2 separate regions of the Sus scrofa genome follow, and region 1 is linked to region 2. The links are chromatin contacts, called in public Hi-C maps. All regions are on one chromosome and are shown on one strand. The core of a region is the stretch at or near the end of the contact, and the rest is flanking DNA. Distances in the headings are between cores, read along the strand shown.

What was found. Hi-C and Micro-C count contacts between places; a contact is called where the count stands out from the background.
Region 1: a Hi-C map of subcutaneous adipose tissue shows a contact between it and region 2, with 1.4 times the contacts expected there. The contact joins the promoter of ISOC2 here to the promoter of UBE2S in region 2. A contact is called at or near these places in 1 of 5 promoter capture datasets (liver), 6 of 47 Hi-C or Micro-C datasets (embryonic fibroblasts, liver, skeletal muscle and 1 more) and 1 of 2 datasets of contacts at active chromatin or transcription factors (alveolar macrophages).

What each region holds. Positions count from the first base shown.
Region 1 is chr6:59,608,242-59,611,226 of Sscrofa11.1, forward strand. ISOC2 (isochorismatase domain-containing protein 2) reads right to left here and starts at 1,418. Exons shown (of 6, transcript XM_021095040.1): 1 at 1,296-1,418.
Region 2 is chr6:59,568,998-59,572,086 of Sscrofa11.1, forward strand. UBE2S (ubiquitin-conjugating enzyme E2 S) reads right to left here and starts at 1,487. Exons shown (of 4, transcript XM_021095037.1): 1 at 940-1,487; 2 at 170-317. The coding sequence starts at 942.

The DNA of each region.
Region 1 (2,985 bases), core at 168-2,667, 39 kb after region 2:
GTGAGGCCCTAAAAAGACAAAAAAAAGACAGAAAAAAAAAAAAGGCGTACTAGTGTGGATAGCAATGCTCTTCTTTGTGCGGAGGGGGGGGGGGGAAGAGATGTGGTGAAGTGTTCCAGTCGGTATCTGGCAGGAACATCGGGAGCATGTGTTCCTGCAGAGACAGACCTCTGAGAGCAGAGTGTGAAGGTCATTTAATTTTCACTGGGTACTGTTCTGTTCCTTAGGAATTTTGGACAATGTGTAACAGGTCCCCTCGTCAGAAATAAATACAATGGGGGGGCAGTGATGAAGGGGCTGCTAGGGGGCCTTCTGGAGTGTGTGTGGTTTCTGGATTTGGATACTGTCCCCACCAAACAGTTCTTTTTACGGCTGCACCCACTGGCATATGGAGGTTCCCAGGCTAGGGGTCTAAATGGAGATGTACCGCCGGCCTACACCACAGCCACAGCAAGGCAGGATCGGAGCCACATCTGCCACCTACACCACAGCTCACAGGGCGGGATCCTTAACCCCCTGAGCCACAACAGGAACCCCCAGACGGTTCTCTTTGTGAAAAGTTATTTGAGCCGTGTCTGGTGATTTGGACGTTTGCCTACCTATGCGGTGTATCTCCAGGGGCTGTGGACCAGGTGGGCAAGGGCAGGAGGACAGGGAGGAGGGGGCAGGACAGACAGATTCCAGGGGTCGAGTCGTGGGGATGGGAGAAGAAGGAAGATCCCTAGGTTTCCAGACTTCCGAGGAAGGCAGGGTCCAGGGACTAGCTGGAGGCCTGGAAAGGGGAACTAATTTGGGGGAGAATATGAAAAAGGTGGGGAAGGGATCTGGGCTGGAGATAGGTTTTGGGGGTGCCCTGGGGGAGTGATAAGAATCTGTGTGTGGAGAGAGTCCAAGGCCAGAGAAGGAGGGGTGGCCCCAGGTGGGCGGCAACCTCAGGAAGGAATGGGCGGTTTCAATCCCCACGAGGCCGGAACCCGGCTGTGTGATCTTAGGCAAGTTTCCCGCTCTGTCTGAGCCTCGGTTTCCTCCTTGGGGAAGTGGGGGCCAAACACATGCGCCACGCAGGGATGGCGCAGAAACTTGGCGGAGAGGCAGAAGCGACCCGAGTCCCTAGCGAGCCCAGGCAAGAGTCCTCCCCCCGCTGTGTGACCTTGGCTCCAGATGTCCCCGTAGCGCTCAGTTTTGTCACCATCAAGGCGGGAGGTCAGCCCCCATCAGCGCCGGAGGGGCCTTACCCGAGAGCGCGGGGACTGAGCCTAGCCCGCCCTACGCGAGTGCGGCCTGGAGTCACTCACCTCTCGCAGGCCAGAGTCCGCCCCCTCAAGTCCTCCCGCTGAGTTCCCAGGCCGGGGTCAATGTGTGGAGCAGTTGGGACACGTGGCCCGCCCCTGCTCGGCCCGCGTCCCGCCCACCCGGGCCGAGCCGCCCAATGGGCACTCGCTTAGCTCTACTCCGCTCACGCTCTCAGCCAATCCTCAAGCGCCGCTACTTCTCCTTCGTGGGGAGGCCGTATGGGCAGGGCTGTTCGTCTTGAGAGCGTGATTGGCCAGCTGGGAGTCCGACCAATGGAGAGGCGTCAGTGGCGTGAGTGGCGGGCCTAAGGCGGAGCCGCGCGGAGTGGACGGCGAATTTGGACTTCGGCTGCGGAGGTGGCTGGGTCGCCCCAGTCCGGCTGTAACTGTCGGACCTCGGGGGCCGAGAGGGAGGGAGGGACGGGTGGTGCCCAGGACGGGGACCTCAGGTTCGATCCCTGGCCCTTCAGTCTAAGAGATCCAAGCACTTTGCAGGAAAGGGTAAAGGCTCGAAGGAGCCGTGAACTTAAGATCCTGCCTCTTCTCGTTTGTTCTCCGTGGTGTGTCAATATCCCCATCTTACAGCGCCTGCTTCCTAGGGTGGCGTTTGCGATAGTTACACCGTTCTTGGAAATGGGGTTGAGAGAAAGACTGAATTGCCCATCAGTCTTGGAGTAAAATCCAAACTCTCCCAATTCATAGTCGCCTTTGTCAGCCTCTCGACCTCACCTCTTCCCATGCGCTCCACTTCAGACACGTTGGCCTCCTTTGCTGTTCCCCCAGTGTCCCACCCCAGGGCCTTTGCCCGAGCTAGTCTCTTTGCCTGGAATACCAGACTTGCACAGGGCCAGCTCCTTCTTGTCATTCAGGGTCTTCTCTGACCACCCTACATCAAGTGGCCCCGCAATCTGGTTGCTGTTTTATTTTCTTCACAAACCTAATTGTGGTCTGGAATTGGAAATTTATCTTGCGTTTAAAAAATGTATGGAGGAGTTTCCATTGTGACTCAGCAGGTTAGGGACGAGCATTGTCTGTGAGCACCCTCGCTCCGTGGGTTAAGGATCCAGCATTGCTGAAAGCCACCGCGTAGGTCGCAGACGTGGCTTGGATTTGACCCCTGGCCTCGAAACTTCAGTGTGCCATAGGTTCAGCCGAAAAGCGGGGGAAAAAGAGATGTGTGGGTGTGCATTTATTTTCAGTCCCCTCATTTTACCCCCACCCCCACCCCATGTGAAGTCCACAAGGGCAGTGATCTTGTCTGTTTTATTCACTTCTGAATCCTCGGCACCGAAACCTGGGCCTGGCATGTAGTAGGTGATCGACAAGTCTTTGGGAATAAGTTAAAGTAGACCAGACACTGGGCAGAGATGAACCAGGGTAAGAGGGACCGGGAAGGACAGTTGCCAAGGAGGTGGGGCTAGGAAGAAAGAAGGAAGAAGCTGGGCGAGGGGGCAGAGAGAGAGTGCACAGGCGCGGAGCCCCCATCCCCGCCCCAAGTGGCTGTAGTGGGGCACTGGACCTAGGAGAGGACCCACGAGGCCATGGTCAGAGGTGGGAGTCTGGGCTTGGTTCATTTTCCGAGGGGCTGCCAGCAGGGGAGTGACTGGGACATGGGACTCCTGGCAGGGGCAGGGGGTGTGTGCAGCTGAAGAGCTGTCATGGTGGGGGGGCTCTGGTTGTCTGGGAGCCTGGG
Region 2 (3,089 bases), core at 237-2,736:
TCAGAGAAAGTATACACAACTGCGATTTCCCGCCCTGCAGCCCATGAGCACCATGCGTACCAGGTGTGCCCGTCACAGGTCTGGCAGCCCACCTTATACTGAGAGCTTCCTATTCCCGCTCCAAGGATGCCAAGGATTTAGGAAGCGCACCTCCCTCACCCACACTCACCAGGGCCCTCGATGGTGACCTGCAGGTCAGTGAGGTCCTCCTCGTTGGGGAAGACCTTGATGCCATCAGGTGGGTCAGCTGTCAGTGTCGTCACCTCTTTGTACACCAGGCGGATAATGTGCGGGGGTAGGTTCTCCACATTGGAGTTCTAGATGTGGAAAAAAGGGGGCGAGCCATGGGCCTTTGGTCCTGGGGCCTCCTGCAGGACCTAGGATGCGGTGGCCGCCCTACTTTTCTTGCCCCTGCAGTCCTAGTCTGGCCAATCACCCCGAGCTCCCAGACACTCCCAATCCAGGGTGCTTCAGGCGATGGCTTCAGGTGAATCTCCCATTAGGAATGGAGCGGATCTCCAAGGTCTGGCGGATGACTCCACCTTCCCCATAAGTCCCTAAAGCCCATTCGTAGCCCCACATACGGACCCCCAGTGGTCCCGGGTAGGCCCGAGCCCTACCCCGGTGTCCTTCCACACCTCAACTTGGGAAGACCATCCTGGAAACCCCAGCTCCGGCCTGGAGATGGCGGCGGAGTGTCGTTACTCCCGGAACACCCACGGGCAGGCCCGAAAGCCCGGAGCCCTTCCCGGAGCTCAGCTGGGCCTTCCCCTCCCGCTCCGCCTACAGGAGGGCCCCTGGGCCCAGCCCTAACCCAGGACCCCCAACTGGGCCATCCAATCCCCCAGCCGCCAGAGAGATGCTCCTGAGACCCCATCTCCTCCTCCAGGAGGGCCCTGACCGCCCCCCCCCCCCAACAGGCCCGGACGCGACGCTCACCATGACTGCGGCCGGCCGGGGGCGGGTCCCCCCGGCCCCCTTCCTGCGCTCTCCGGCCGCTGGCTGGGGCGGGGGGCCCAATTGCCGCCGCTGCGGCCCTGGGGAGGCCCCAGCGGCCCGGCTCCGCGCCCCACTGCCTCCGACGACCGCCACACACCGCCTGAGCAGGTAAACCCGCCCCGGGCGCCCGACCGCACTAAGCCGGCCGCGCGCACACCGCCGCCCTTTTATATCCGCCCACAGGCCTCGCCCCCTCGGGGCCCCTCGCGCCGCGCCTCGACTCGTGACGTCAGTGCGCACACTCCTTGGCGTTCGACGAGCTCGCTCCCTTTCGACAAACTGCGGGCAAGAGCAGGAGAAACTGGGGAGGGGGCGCGGGGCAGGCTGGCCAATACGTGCGCACGGGGGTCAGGGAGGAAATCCAGGAGAAAGGAGAGGTAGAAAAGGGGAAGTAGAGAAGAGAACGGGAAGGGTGACGCGACCGCTGATTGGTCCGTTTGAATGAAACGCCGGCGTACGCGCTCGCGCCCTGACGCCCAGGAAATCGCGCACGCGACTAACGGTCGACCCGGGAGCCCGAGCCGAGCAAAGAGAGGCGGGACTTGAGGGGTTTTAAAAGGATGATGGAAGGCGGTCCGGCCAATGGGGACGCGCAATCGTGGCGTGGCGTCATGAGACACGCGGAGGCCAATCCCTACTGGAGAAGGCGTACTGGGGCCTTCTCCAGTAGGGAACGGGAGAATTGGAGAGCAACCAATGGGAGTCCTCCCTACCGCGGACCCAGGCGCTCGCAGCCAATTAACTTCGTTCGTTTCTGTGTATGCAGATGAGTGTGCCCGGACGCCTGCGCCCCTTCCTCAGCCTGTGGCGGGGGTGGGCACCGCGAATTGATAGACGTATTTCTGCGAGGCGCCATTTTGTGCTGGCAATGACCTATGACCCGTGTCCTGTGTTGGCAGAGGTTCCACGACCGGCCCCACCCCCACCCCCATGTGTGACCTCTGGCCCCGGCCAGGCCTCGGTTGCGACGCCGGGCGTCAGTTTACTCCTGTGAGAAGAGGAAGAGTCCCCTGGCCTTGTTCAGGGCGCGGTCCTTCTTGTGACTGACCAGGGCCCCCGGCCGGCCGCGCCCCGGCCGGGGCTCCCTCCGCCTGTCGGGGGAAGCGGCCCGGGGTGCCCCGGGGGGACCCTGTCCGGAGAGCCGGAGGCCGAGGAGCTGCGCGGCCTGCCTGGCCCCGGTGCGGTGCGGCCGCGGCGCCCGCCTCAGGGCCGCTCAGCCCCGGAGCGGAGCGTCCAGCTGGGCCACGGTGTCCCGTCGGGGGCCCAGCTTCAGGAAGAGGGAGCAGGACGGTGCCGAGACTCCCACAGCCTCGCGGTCTTCGTGCGCCGGAGGGGCGCGCGGGCGCCCCGCACCCGACCTGCAGGTTCCGCCCGCTGAATGCGGACCTTCCCGCCCCGTTAACACACGAGGACCCCGAAGGAAGAGGGGGGTCGAGTGACTTGCCCAGGGTCCCCCGTGGGGACAAGCAGAGGCGGCGGTGCAGCTGAGCTGTCCCAGCCGACGGTGACTTATGGCGAACCGGGGAGCGGTGGTGGCGTCCTCCGCGCTGACCGGGCCCGCGCCGCCGGGGTCCCCCGAGCCCTTGCCACGGCCCTGTGGGGCGCGTGTCGTGGGATGCCCCCCGGACTCCCGCATGCATTCAGTCCGCTTTTTCTGAGCACCTACCATGGGGCAGGCAGGATGCTGTGGGGATGCAGCAGAGTGTAAAAGGGACAGCACCCCGCGCTCCTGGAGAACCAGACAGTGAGCCAGTGTACCCCGCCAGGAACACAGCCTTTGCCGAACAGTAAGTCGGGGCCAGGGGCGTAGGAAGGGAGGGGGCGGGGGTCTGAGGCAGGATGATGGCGGCTGCAGGAAGGTCTAGGTGAAGAGCATTCCAGGGAGTTCCCATGTGGCGCAGGAGAAATGAATCCGACGAATATCCATGAGGATGGGGGTTCCATCCCTGGCTTCGCTCAGTGGGTTAAAGGTCCGGCCTTGCGGTGAGCTGGGGTGTAGCTCGCAGATGTGGCTTGGATCTGGCCTTGCCATGGCTGTGGTGTAGGCCGGCAGCTGTAGCTCGGCATCACCTCTTGGCCTGGGAACTTCC